Regions from separate parts of the Macaca mulatta genome. Here regions 2 and 3 are each linked to region 1. The links are chromatin contacts, called in public Hi-C maps. All regions are on one chromosome and are shown on one strand. The core of a region is the stretch at or near the end of the contact, and the rest is flanking DNA. Distances in the headings are between cores, read along the strand shown.

What was found. A called contact is a pair of places that touch in the nucleus more often than the background predicts.
Region 2: a contact with region 1 is called in a Hi-C map of liver, with 3 times the contacts expected there. The contact joins the promoter of TOR2A here to the promoter of ST6GALNAC4 in region 1. A contact is called at or near these places in 4 of 14 Hi-C or Micro-C datasets (CD4 T cells, blood, fetal cortex germinal zone and 1 more).
Region 3: a Hi-C map of fetal cortex germinal zone shows a contact between it and region 1, with 1.7 times the contacts expected there. The contact joins the promoter of CDK9 here to the promoter of ST6GALNAC4 in region 1. A contact is called at or near these places in 4 of 14 Hi-C or Micro-C datasets (CD4 T cells, blood, fetal cortex germinal zone and 1 more).

What each region holds. Positions count from the first base shown.
Region 1 is chr15:19,779,635-19,782,783 of T2T-MMU8v2.0, reverse strand. ST6GALNAC4 (ST6 N-acetylgalactosaminide alpha-2,6-sialyltransferase 4) reads right to left here and starts at 1,572. Exons shown (of 5, transcript XM_077967889.1): 1 at 1,364-1,572.
Region 2 is chr15:19,976,209-19,979,357 of T2T-MMU8v2.0, reverse strand. TOR2A (torsin family 2 member A) reads right to left here and starts at 1,481. Exons shown (of 5, transcript NM_001257791.1): 1 at 1,295-1,481; 2 at 512-777. The coding sequence starts at 1,445.
Region 3 is chr15:19,922,035-19,925,183 of T2T-MMU8v2.0, reverse strand. CDK9 (cyclin dependent kinase 9) reads left to right here and starts at 1,721. Exons shown (of 7, transcript NM_001266230.1): 1 at 1,721-1,860; 2 at 2,322-2,403; 3 at 3,141-3,149. The coding sequence starts at 1,769. SH2D3C (SH2 domain containing 3C) reads right to left here and starts at 1,041. Exons shown (of 13, transcript XM_028834789.2): 1 at 460-1,041.

The DNA.
Region 1 (3,149 bases), core at 323-2,822:
ACTCAGTGGCCGTCTGATGATCAGCAGGCCAGGTGGCACAAGGAGATTGGAGCAAATGTCATTCAAGAAATGGCTTTAATAATTGAAAAGCTGGTGCCTGGAGGCTCCTGCCTCCAGAAACCATGTTCCAAAGGCCGTTGGAACCAGGAAGCTCTTCTAGCCATCCGGGCTAGGCCCAGCCTGGGGCTGCCCTCCTGGCAGACTTAGTGAATGCCTCCACCACCACCAAGCCTCCCAGGAGGGGAGGGGCTTGGTGGCAGCAGAACTGTGGGCTAGTCACTGGGTAGTGGTCCACCCTGGTCACCACCTGTGTCTCTCTGGGCTCCAGTTTTCTAGACTCGAGGCACAAGTCCCTAGGCCACCGTTCAGAAGCCACCGAGCCCTTGGCTGGTGCTCTCTGAAAATCAGAAGTGGGCAAGTCGCCCCCACCCCCCACCCCATCACCCCCACCCACCCCGGCGCATCCTGCCCAAGGCCCACCATTTTCTGCCCGCAAAGCTACGTCAGCTTCTAAAAATAAGTCTTTTCTGTGTGGCCAGCTGTGCAGGGGAGGTAGTTCTGCCTGGCACCTGCTCCCCTGCCCATGAGGAACCAGAGACCTTGACTCAGGCAGTTGAGATGAACTGCCCCCCACAGCCAGCTGTCTCTCTCTCACAACCCGGGGCTTCTGCGGTAAAGACAAGAGCGGCTGAACTGAACTTTCACACCCCCAGTCCCAGGTAGGCCTTGCCTGGTTAGCTCGTAGTGTTACCTCCGTTTTACAGGGATAGCAAGGTACGGACACCGCAGAGGGGATGCCACCCGCCTGGGGTCACACAGAGAGCTGGACTTTGAGGCCATTCTGCCTTTCTCTGCTCGGCAGCAGGGAGGTCAGAAGTGGCAGTGGCTCCTGGGGTGGAGAGGCTGCTGAGCTGCTCCGCTGGTCAGGGTCTCTGCGTTCCCTGGAAGTCCTCCTTCTTCCACCACTTACCGGAGCCTTCATGCTGTCACTGTCCCTCGGTAGTCTAGGGGCTGCTGTCTCCAGGGCTGGGGCTGGGAAGGGGTGGGAGCCGGGCACCTGCCAAGACCCAGAAACTCAGAGCTAGGAGGGATAAGGCACATGAGGTTCTAGGCTATCGGGAAAACTGAGGCAGGGGAGGGTACAGGCCGGGGTGAAAGCACATGGCGCCCGGGAATCCAACCCCTTGACGTCTCCAAACACCGGAAGGCAATGTCCCCATCCTAAAAGAGCAGGACTCAGCGACTTTTGCGAGACCTCCTGCCAACCCAAGAGGCAGCCAGGGGGCACCCCCAGCTCAAGGTCACCAATCGGGTCTGGGGCAGAGAGAACCAGAAGCCCGGAATTCCACCCCATCCATCCTACCTCTCTACCCGGGGGACGAATGGAGAGGCCGGGGAAGGGCAGGACGTGGGATTTTCACCGCCCTTCCAGATTCCACTGCCTCATCTCCCGGCCGGGTGCTAACCGGGCGTGGAGGCTGGGGTTCGCAGGAGGCTCGCGATCCGCTGCTCGGAGCTCCATGGCCCCCGGGCCGGGCCGACCGGACTGGAAGCTGATCCGAGCGGCCAGAGGCAGGGGGCGGGGCCGGGGCCGGCAAGGACGGGCGGAGACTCGCGCGCCTGGGGCGGGGCCTGCGCGCCGCAGGCGGATCCTACGAGCGCAGCCTGCGCGACCTGGGGAGGGCTCTGCGCGGCCGGGACGGGGCGGGACGTGAATGGCTGGCGGCGAGGCCTCCAGCTAGGGGCGGGGCCTCAGGGCCGGGGGCGGGGCTTCAGAGCCGGGGCGGAGTCTGAGTACCAGCATCTCCCTTTTCTGTCCTCCGCATTTCCAGCAGGCTCCTGCCTGGGCGAGGCTGTCGGGCCGCAGGGGAAAGAGACCTAGAGTGTGTCGGGGGCCACCGGGCAGTGGCGGCCTGGCTGTCCGGACTTGAGTGTCTCCATTTCTGAAATGGTGGTTGGGCAGGGAAATTAAGCGGGGCTTCCGGTCAGGCAGTCCACGTTTCAACTGGTAGGGTTGCTGGATTTATCAAGTAAGATAGAGAATGCCCAGTGACACTGGAAATTCAGATAAACAACGAATACATAAGTTATTTTCAATATGATTATTTTATTATGATTATGTCAGTGTGACATTCACCTGAGCCTGTTTTTCTCCTCTGAGACCCACGTGCAGAAGCGGCTCCTGTCACAGCCAAGATTCGAACCCAGGCAGTTTCACTCCAGACCAGGGGCTGTGACCACCTACTCTTACCTCTCAAAGGCTCCCTCGCTGGAATGTCCTCCAAATCCAAGTCAAGTTAGCCCAGGCCCTGGGCAGATGCCGCAGTGTGTCCTATTGGGGTCCCTTGGGATCTCAGAGGCAACTGCCTTCAGGCGCCAGGCTGGTGGCAGAAAGCACTGGGACGGTAGCAGGGGTGGGCCTATGGGGAAGTGAGAGGGCACACTTCCCGTCTAAGTTTTTTTGTTTTTTTTTTTGAGACAGAATCTCTGTTGCCCAGGCTGGAGTACAGTGGCACCGTCTTGGCTCATTGCAACCTCCGCCTCCCGGGTTCAAGCAATTTCCAGCTAACTTTTGTATTTTTAGTAGAGACAGGGTTTCACCATGTTGGCTAGGCTGGTATCGAACTCCTGACCTCAAGTGACCTGCCTGCCTCAGCCTCCCAAAGTGCTAGGATTACAGGCGTAAGCCACCACGCCCGGCCCTTGTTTATGATTTTTTTTTTTTTTTTGCAAAATGTTGCATTGGCCAGAAAGATCTTCTCCCCATCCCCGCCACACCCACCTCCTCTGCAGGGCGCTGGCCTGGGAACCAGCTTGGGCTCCTTCCCTGGTCTCCATTTCAAACTCCTTTTTCCTTTTTCTCAGAGGCTCAGGCCTGGGCTAGATGCCAGGGTATCTGTCCCCAGCTCAGCAACCTTCCCAATCTACCCTGCTCTAGGTTCAAAGCCATATCACCCCTGGGCCTGGTGCTGTAGGACTCAGTGCCTGTCCAGGGGCTGGGAGGAGGGCTGCTGTAGTGGCCCTGCCCCCCAGGGGCCTCCTTTGAGCACAAACTCTCCTGTCTCTGCCACTCCAGCCTGGACACATGTGGGGAGTAGTGGTTCACCCTCAGTCACCATGGCTCCTCACCCACACAAGGCAGTGTGTCC
Region 2 (3,149 bases), core at 232-2,731, 200 kb before region 1:
GTTCAGGGCTCCTTGCATGACACCTGCTGCTTTCTATAAAAGAGGAAGGCTCCTTCCTGCTCCCTGAAACTACACAGCAGTGTTGACAGCTGAAACTGATCAGCCTGGAGGGTACCTTGCAATCAACAACAGTAGTAGTAAGAGCCAGTATTTCCCGATGCTTACTCTGAGCCACAAATTGGGGGGATTTCCAGCAAGACAACAGTGCAGATTATCTGACAAACATAGGTGCTCCATAAATAATATCTGCAATGATATAATCTCATGTCCATCACAACAACCCTGGCAGGTAGGTACTGCCAGGTTCCTTACTGCCCCAAGGAATCAAAGTACTCCCTGCCAGGTAGAATGGCACCTTCCCAAGTTCTGTGCAGGATGGGTCCTGAGGGCTGGGGCTGCAGCCGGCTGTGTGGCCTGGAGCAGGTGACTCCCCTGTCTGGGCTCAGGACTTACTCCCTAGGGTGGCACCCCATGGTGAGGAGAACAGTGGTCAAGGACGCATCCAGCCTACCTTGTAGCGCTCGACGTGGCTGGGGTGGGGGAAGTGGATGACGGGAGAAAAGTGGTGCACGCGTGGGCTGCGGAGGCCGCCCTGGAAGAGGTAGTGCGCCAGCAGGGAGCTGACATAGGATTTGCCGGTGCCGGTCCAGCCGTGCAGGGAGAGGACCAGCGGCTTGGTGGGGGCAGGGTCGCGCACAAAGGCCTTCAGCGCCTTCACCACCAGCGCCTTGGCCAGATGCTGGCCGGCCAGGTGCTGAGCGAGGTCACACTCCAGACCTAGGGCCACAGGAGGATGGTGAGGACACATCCCACCAAGGCAGAGGTTCAAGGGGAACGTCATGTCTGGACTCCTGTGTCCTTACGTTTGTCCAAGCTGTCTATGCACATGGCACGGGGACCTTGGGGTCTGTGGCGGAAAAGAGCCACCTTCGGGCCTGATTCAGCTCGGCAGCGCCCCCACCAGGCGGGCATCTAGATTGCACTCAACCCTAAATGCGAGCTGTCAACGAGGTCAGCCCCGGCCCCGGCCATCCCCAAGGCGCTCTTCTCCCTTGACGGCCAGGCCATTCCGGGGAGGCCCAAGATCTCCCCCAAAGAGCTCTGCTGGCTGAGGCGTCTCTCCAGGTTGGCAGGGCCTCCTGGACCTCAACGGGTACCCTCCACCCTCGCAAGTCTGCCGGCCCCGCCCCCGGGTCCCACCCTCTGAGTCCTCAGCGGCTCAGGCCGGGGCCAGCAGGGCTCCCAGCGCGCCCGCGTCCGCCCGCCCCTCGCTCCGGGCTCCCTGGCGCCTCACCCGGCAAGTCGGGCCGGAAGTCGCATTCGCAAAAGGCGCCCAAGTTGCAGCGCAGGGAAGCCAGGTCCCAGGCGGCGGCCGCGGCCGAGACCAGCCCGAACAGCCCGAGGAGCGAGCCCCAGGGCCGGCAGCTGCGCGTCACAGCCGCCATCCGGGTGAGGCCCGAGCTCGGTGTGGAGCAGCCAACTGCCTCGCCCGGGAACTGCAACTCCCGGCGTGCAGCGCTCCGCAGCAGCCACGCCCATCGCCTACAACTCCCGACACCCCTCTCCCCGTCTCCAAGGCAGGCCCCGTCTTTTCGCAGCAGGACCAGAAGGTGGCCTCCAGGGGGAACCCGCGAACCGTCCAATCCGGGACGGCGGGCCGCGTTTCCATGGCCACGGTAACTAGGGGACCATCGTAGTAACTCAGAAAGAATAAATAAAGGATTATGACCACAAAGGGCGACGTAACAATTACAGCAAAAACTTGTGCGGAACCTTACACCTTGCAAAGCGCCTTTCCCATGCTCCTTTTTTCTTTTATGTGACAAAAGTGCCCTTGCTAACAGTTTTTGGTGAGCACTTACTCTGTGCCATTAGTGCTAAATGTCTATATAACTTATAATATGGTAATAGTATCTGCTATCCAGAGAAATGGTGGTGTTTCAATGAGATAAAGGCACACAAATGGTTTGGCTCTGAAAGTGATCAATAAATGATTATCAACATTCCGTTGTGTATGAAACAGGACTTTCCCTCACCTAGCAGCAACTGTGGCCAAATGCTTGGCATCAGTTCTAGGAGATGGGTTTTGTTGTTGTCCCCATGTTAATAAGGAGGCATTTGGGACCGAAGAGGTTAAGCCTTTTACTCAATGTCACACAGCTGGTAAACAATAGAACTAAACCCAAGTCTGGCTGCTGCCAGAGCCCTAGTGCGCGGTTGCATGTTATCAGCCTCTCTTGGTCAAAAGATTCAGAAGGCAAAGGACTCCAGACGTTTGAGGTTCAGCGCACAGGCTTCCCAGGCCTCCAGCTTGGCCTGGATTCGTTTTGATCCCTGTTGCCCACCTCCCCCACCCACTGGAGTAAGGGAACCAAGACAACAGCCTTCATGGCCCACCTCAAAGACCCTGTCCCTACCAACCTCAACACACACACACACACACACACACACACACCCCAAGGCTTCGGGGGCCAAATATCAAAGCCTGAAAAGAAAGAAGTAGTTGGGGCGGGTGCGGTGGCTCATGCCAATAATCCCAGCACTTTGGGAGGCCGAGGCGGACGAATCAACATGGCGAAACCCCGTCTCTACTAAAAATACAAAAATTAGCCGGGCGTGGTAGCAGGCGCCTGTAATCCTGGCTACTCTGGAGGCTGAGGTGGGAGAATCACTTTAACCCGGGAGGCGGAGGTTACAGTGACATAAGTGAAACTCCGTCTCAGAAAGAAAAAGAAAAAAAACAAAAAGGGAAGGGAAGGAAAGGAGGAAGGAAGGAAGGAAGGAAGGAAGGAAGGAAGGAAGGAAGGAAGGAAGGAAGGAGAGAGAAAAGAAAGAGAGAAAGAAAGAAAAAAGAAAAGAAAAGAAAAAGAAAATGAGTAGTTTCCACTATCAAGGAGAAAAAAGGAGAGAAGTCTGGGTCCGGGAAGCCAGGTGGAGCCTTTCCCGCTCTGCTGCTGTGACCCGGGAAAAGTCCCTTCTCCTTTCAGGTATCAGTCTTCCAGAGGGGAGTTGGGATCATAGATTTCAATAAGCCCTTCCACCCCAGTTCCTCGGATTTTTGGTTGTGCATTTGTGGGAACTGTTGCCATGGCATCCCGGGGCAGGGCAGGCGGTAGGAGCACTGGGTTGGAATTAGCTGTTTATCTCTC
Region 3 (3,149 bases), core at 472-2,971, 140 kb before region 1:
AGGCTTAGGGAGACAGTAGAGAGATTTGCATGGCCACAGCCTGGGAGGTGGGGTGTGAACTGGAAAGAGCTTCCAATGTCACATTCAGGTTCTTCGGGGACAGAGAGGCCAGACTGGGGGGCCAGGTCTCAGGATCCACCCGCAGAGGGCTGGAGAGGAGGGGGCAGATTGAAGCGGGGCAAAGGAGGCAGAAAAGACGGCTTTGCCGGAGGCTGTCCTTGGGCAGAGCTGGAGGGGGAATCTGGGGGCCGCTGGAGCCAGGAAGATGCAGGCGAAGGGATGGGCGCGATGGGGGAGGGAGATGGGGGGGTGAGTGGTGAGCTCCCGCTTGCATAAGGACAGCAAGCCTCCCCAGTGCTCTCCTCCTGGCCCAACCACGGATAGCCTGAGTCAAGAGAATCCCCTTCACAGTCAGACACCCAGCTTTGTCGCCGTGTGACCTTGGGCAAATGACCTCACCTCTGAGCCTCAATGTCCTCTTCTGCAAAATGGGTTAGTGATCCTGACTATGGGGCTGTTGATTCAGGATTCGGCGGAAACGCCCAGCACTTCCTGAGCACACAAAGAGTGCTGAGAAAATGGTAGCTGTTTTTTGCGATTATTGACCCGGGGCCTGATCAGCTCTGGCGCGACTCGGCGAAGGCGCGAGTCCTGCGGGTCCCATCCCTGCCTCCTGGAGAGCCAGGCTCCAGCGATAGAAGGCCCGGGCGTTGCTTGCTCGTCGCCTCCAGTGCCGCCGCGCCCCCTGGCGGCCGTCGGTTGCCATGTCAACGGAGGGTGGCGGGGACCGGGGGAGGCGGAGGCGGGGGCCGTTTTCTCCTCCCAGGGCCGGAGGACGCTCCCTCCGCGCCTCCCGCCTTCGCCTCTTGGGGGGGCACTCCGAGCCGGGGAGGAAGGGGCTCTCCGCGGCAGCCGGCATGTGGGGGTAAACTGAGGCACGCGGCTGGGCGCCCGCAGCCAGGTGCCGAGCGCGGGGCCCCACCTCCGAAGGCGGAGGAGGGGCCGCGGGCGGTGACGCGCCGAGGGCGGCCGGCGGACAGCGAGCGGGCGGGCGGGCGGGCGGGCGGTGGCGGCGGCGGCAGGTGCGGCCGCGGAGGGTGGGAGGGAGGAGGGCGGGGGCGGGCGGAGGAGGAGGGGAAGGCGAGGCCGGGCACCTCCCCCTTTATAACGCGCCCCCTCCCGGGCTCTCGGGCCGTCTCCTAGTCGGCTCTTCCCGTCTCGCCCCCTCGCCCGGCCGCCCCGGGCCCGGGCCCGGCCAGGGAGCCCCCAGGCCGCGGCTCGGGGGCTGCCCCCCCGCCCGCCGCCCCGCGCAGCCCGGCGGAGGCGGCGCCGTCGGAGGAGGAGGAGCAGGGCACTGCGGCTGGCCCCGGATCGGGCGCCAGAGCGGCAGCAGCTTCGGCAGCAGCGGCGGCCCGGGCCCATGCAGCGGGACGCGCCACCCCGAGCCCCAGCTCCGGCGCCCCGGCTCCCCGCGCCCCCGATCGGGGCCGCCGCCAGTAGTGGCGGCGGCGGAGGCGGGGGCAGCGGCGGCGGCGGAGGCGCCTCTGCAGCTCCGGCTCCCCCTGGCCTCTCGGGAACTACAAGTCCCAGGGGGCCTGGCGGCGGGCGGCGGGCGGAAGAGGCGGGGTCGGCGCCGCGAGGCCGGAAGTGGCCGTGGAGGCGGAAGTGGCGCGGCCGCGGAGGGGCCTGGAGCGCGGCGGCGGCGGGACCCGGAGCGGGAGCGGCAGCAGCAGCGGCTGGGGGCGGCGGCGGCGCGTTGGAGGCGGCCATGGCAAAGCAGTACGACTCGGTGGAGTGCCCCTTTTGTGATGAAGTTTCCAAATACGAGAAGCTCGCCAAGATCGGCCAAGGCACCTTCGGGTAAGGCTGGGCCCCTCGGGGCCGGGAGCCGTGGGCCTGCACCCCTAGGGCGGACGTCGGGATGCCCCGGGCCCCGCCCGAGTTGGTAGAGAAACCGTCTGTCCCCGGGCTTGCCCACTGGTCTTTAGGCCGCGCCGCACCCCGCCCCGGCCTGAAGGAGCCGGCTGGTGGGGAGGAGCCTGAGGCCGGTGGTGGGGGCGGGGAGGGGCTGCAGAGAGGCGCCCGTGAGGGGAACGGGATCTCTCCAAGAGACGCCCAAGTGAGGAGAAGGGACTGAGAGAAGGAAGCAGAAGCTCCGAACGAGACAGGGTGCCGGGTGGCGGGGTAGCCGCGTGCCCTGGGTACTTACCCCAGCCCCGCCCGGGAATCTTTTTGCTGCTGCCCCTCCTCCTGTAGTGGGGGAGGGGCGGGCCCTGCGGAAATCGCCTGATGAGCTCTCGGGTCTCCCTTTCCGCCTGCAGGGAGGTGTTTAAGGCCAGGCACCGCAAGACCGGCCAGAAGGTGGCTCTGAAGAAGGTGCTGATGGAAAACGAGAAGGAGGGGGTGAGTACGGATCGGGCGTGCGGGCCAGCCGTCTAACTGCCCAGGACCCCGGGTCGGTTTTCCACCCTGCTGCTTCTAGGAGTCTCAGGTTGAGATTTAATTTTTTTCGTAGTAGTTCAGAAATTTCCAGGGAATTTGGCCTCCACCCTAAAACTAAATGCTTCATTCTTAGGCAGTTATGGGTGAGACCGGGAGGGGGAGTTGATGCATGCATCGTGTGCACTTTAGTTCACGAAGTTAGGAAGCCTTTAAACACCTTTTTTTAGTGTTAAATTTTGCTTAATGTTAAAGAAAGATACATATGCATGCAAATTTTTGAAAAGTGACTAATACTCAGTTATTTAATGTGTTTAAAAGGAGCGGTCCCTCCACCCCATCTTAGCTCAAGTACAACGTCCCATAAACCTTCCTTTTCCTGATGTGCTTTAGCGAGGACATTTTTGAATCGTCATGTTTGTTGCCAACGAAACAGCCATAGAGCTGAAGTTTGAAGGCTGAAACCGCCGAGCATTTAGTGGCTAATAGCAAAGTATTGCTGTTTCAGTTTGTTGTCTCAAATCATCTCCTTGAAGTGTGCATGCTCCTACTATATCCATTTTACAGGCAGAGCTTCTGAGACAGCTGGTTTCAGAGCCCATGATCTTGCTCTGTCTCCCATCTTGCCTCTCAATATAGACCCCAGGGCTGGGCTCTGTACTGCGCTCACTCTTGACCACTTTCCCCTCTCTCCCACCCAGTTCCCCATT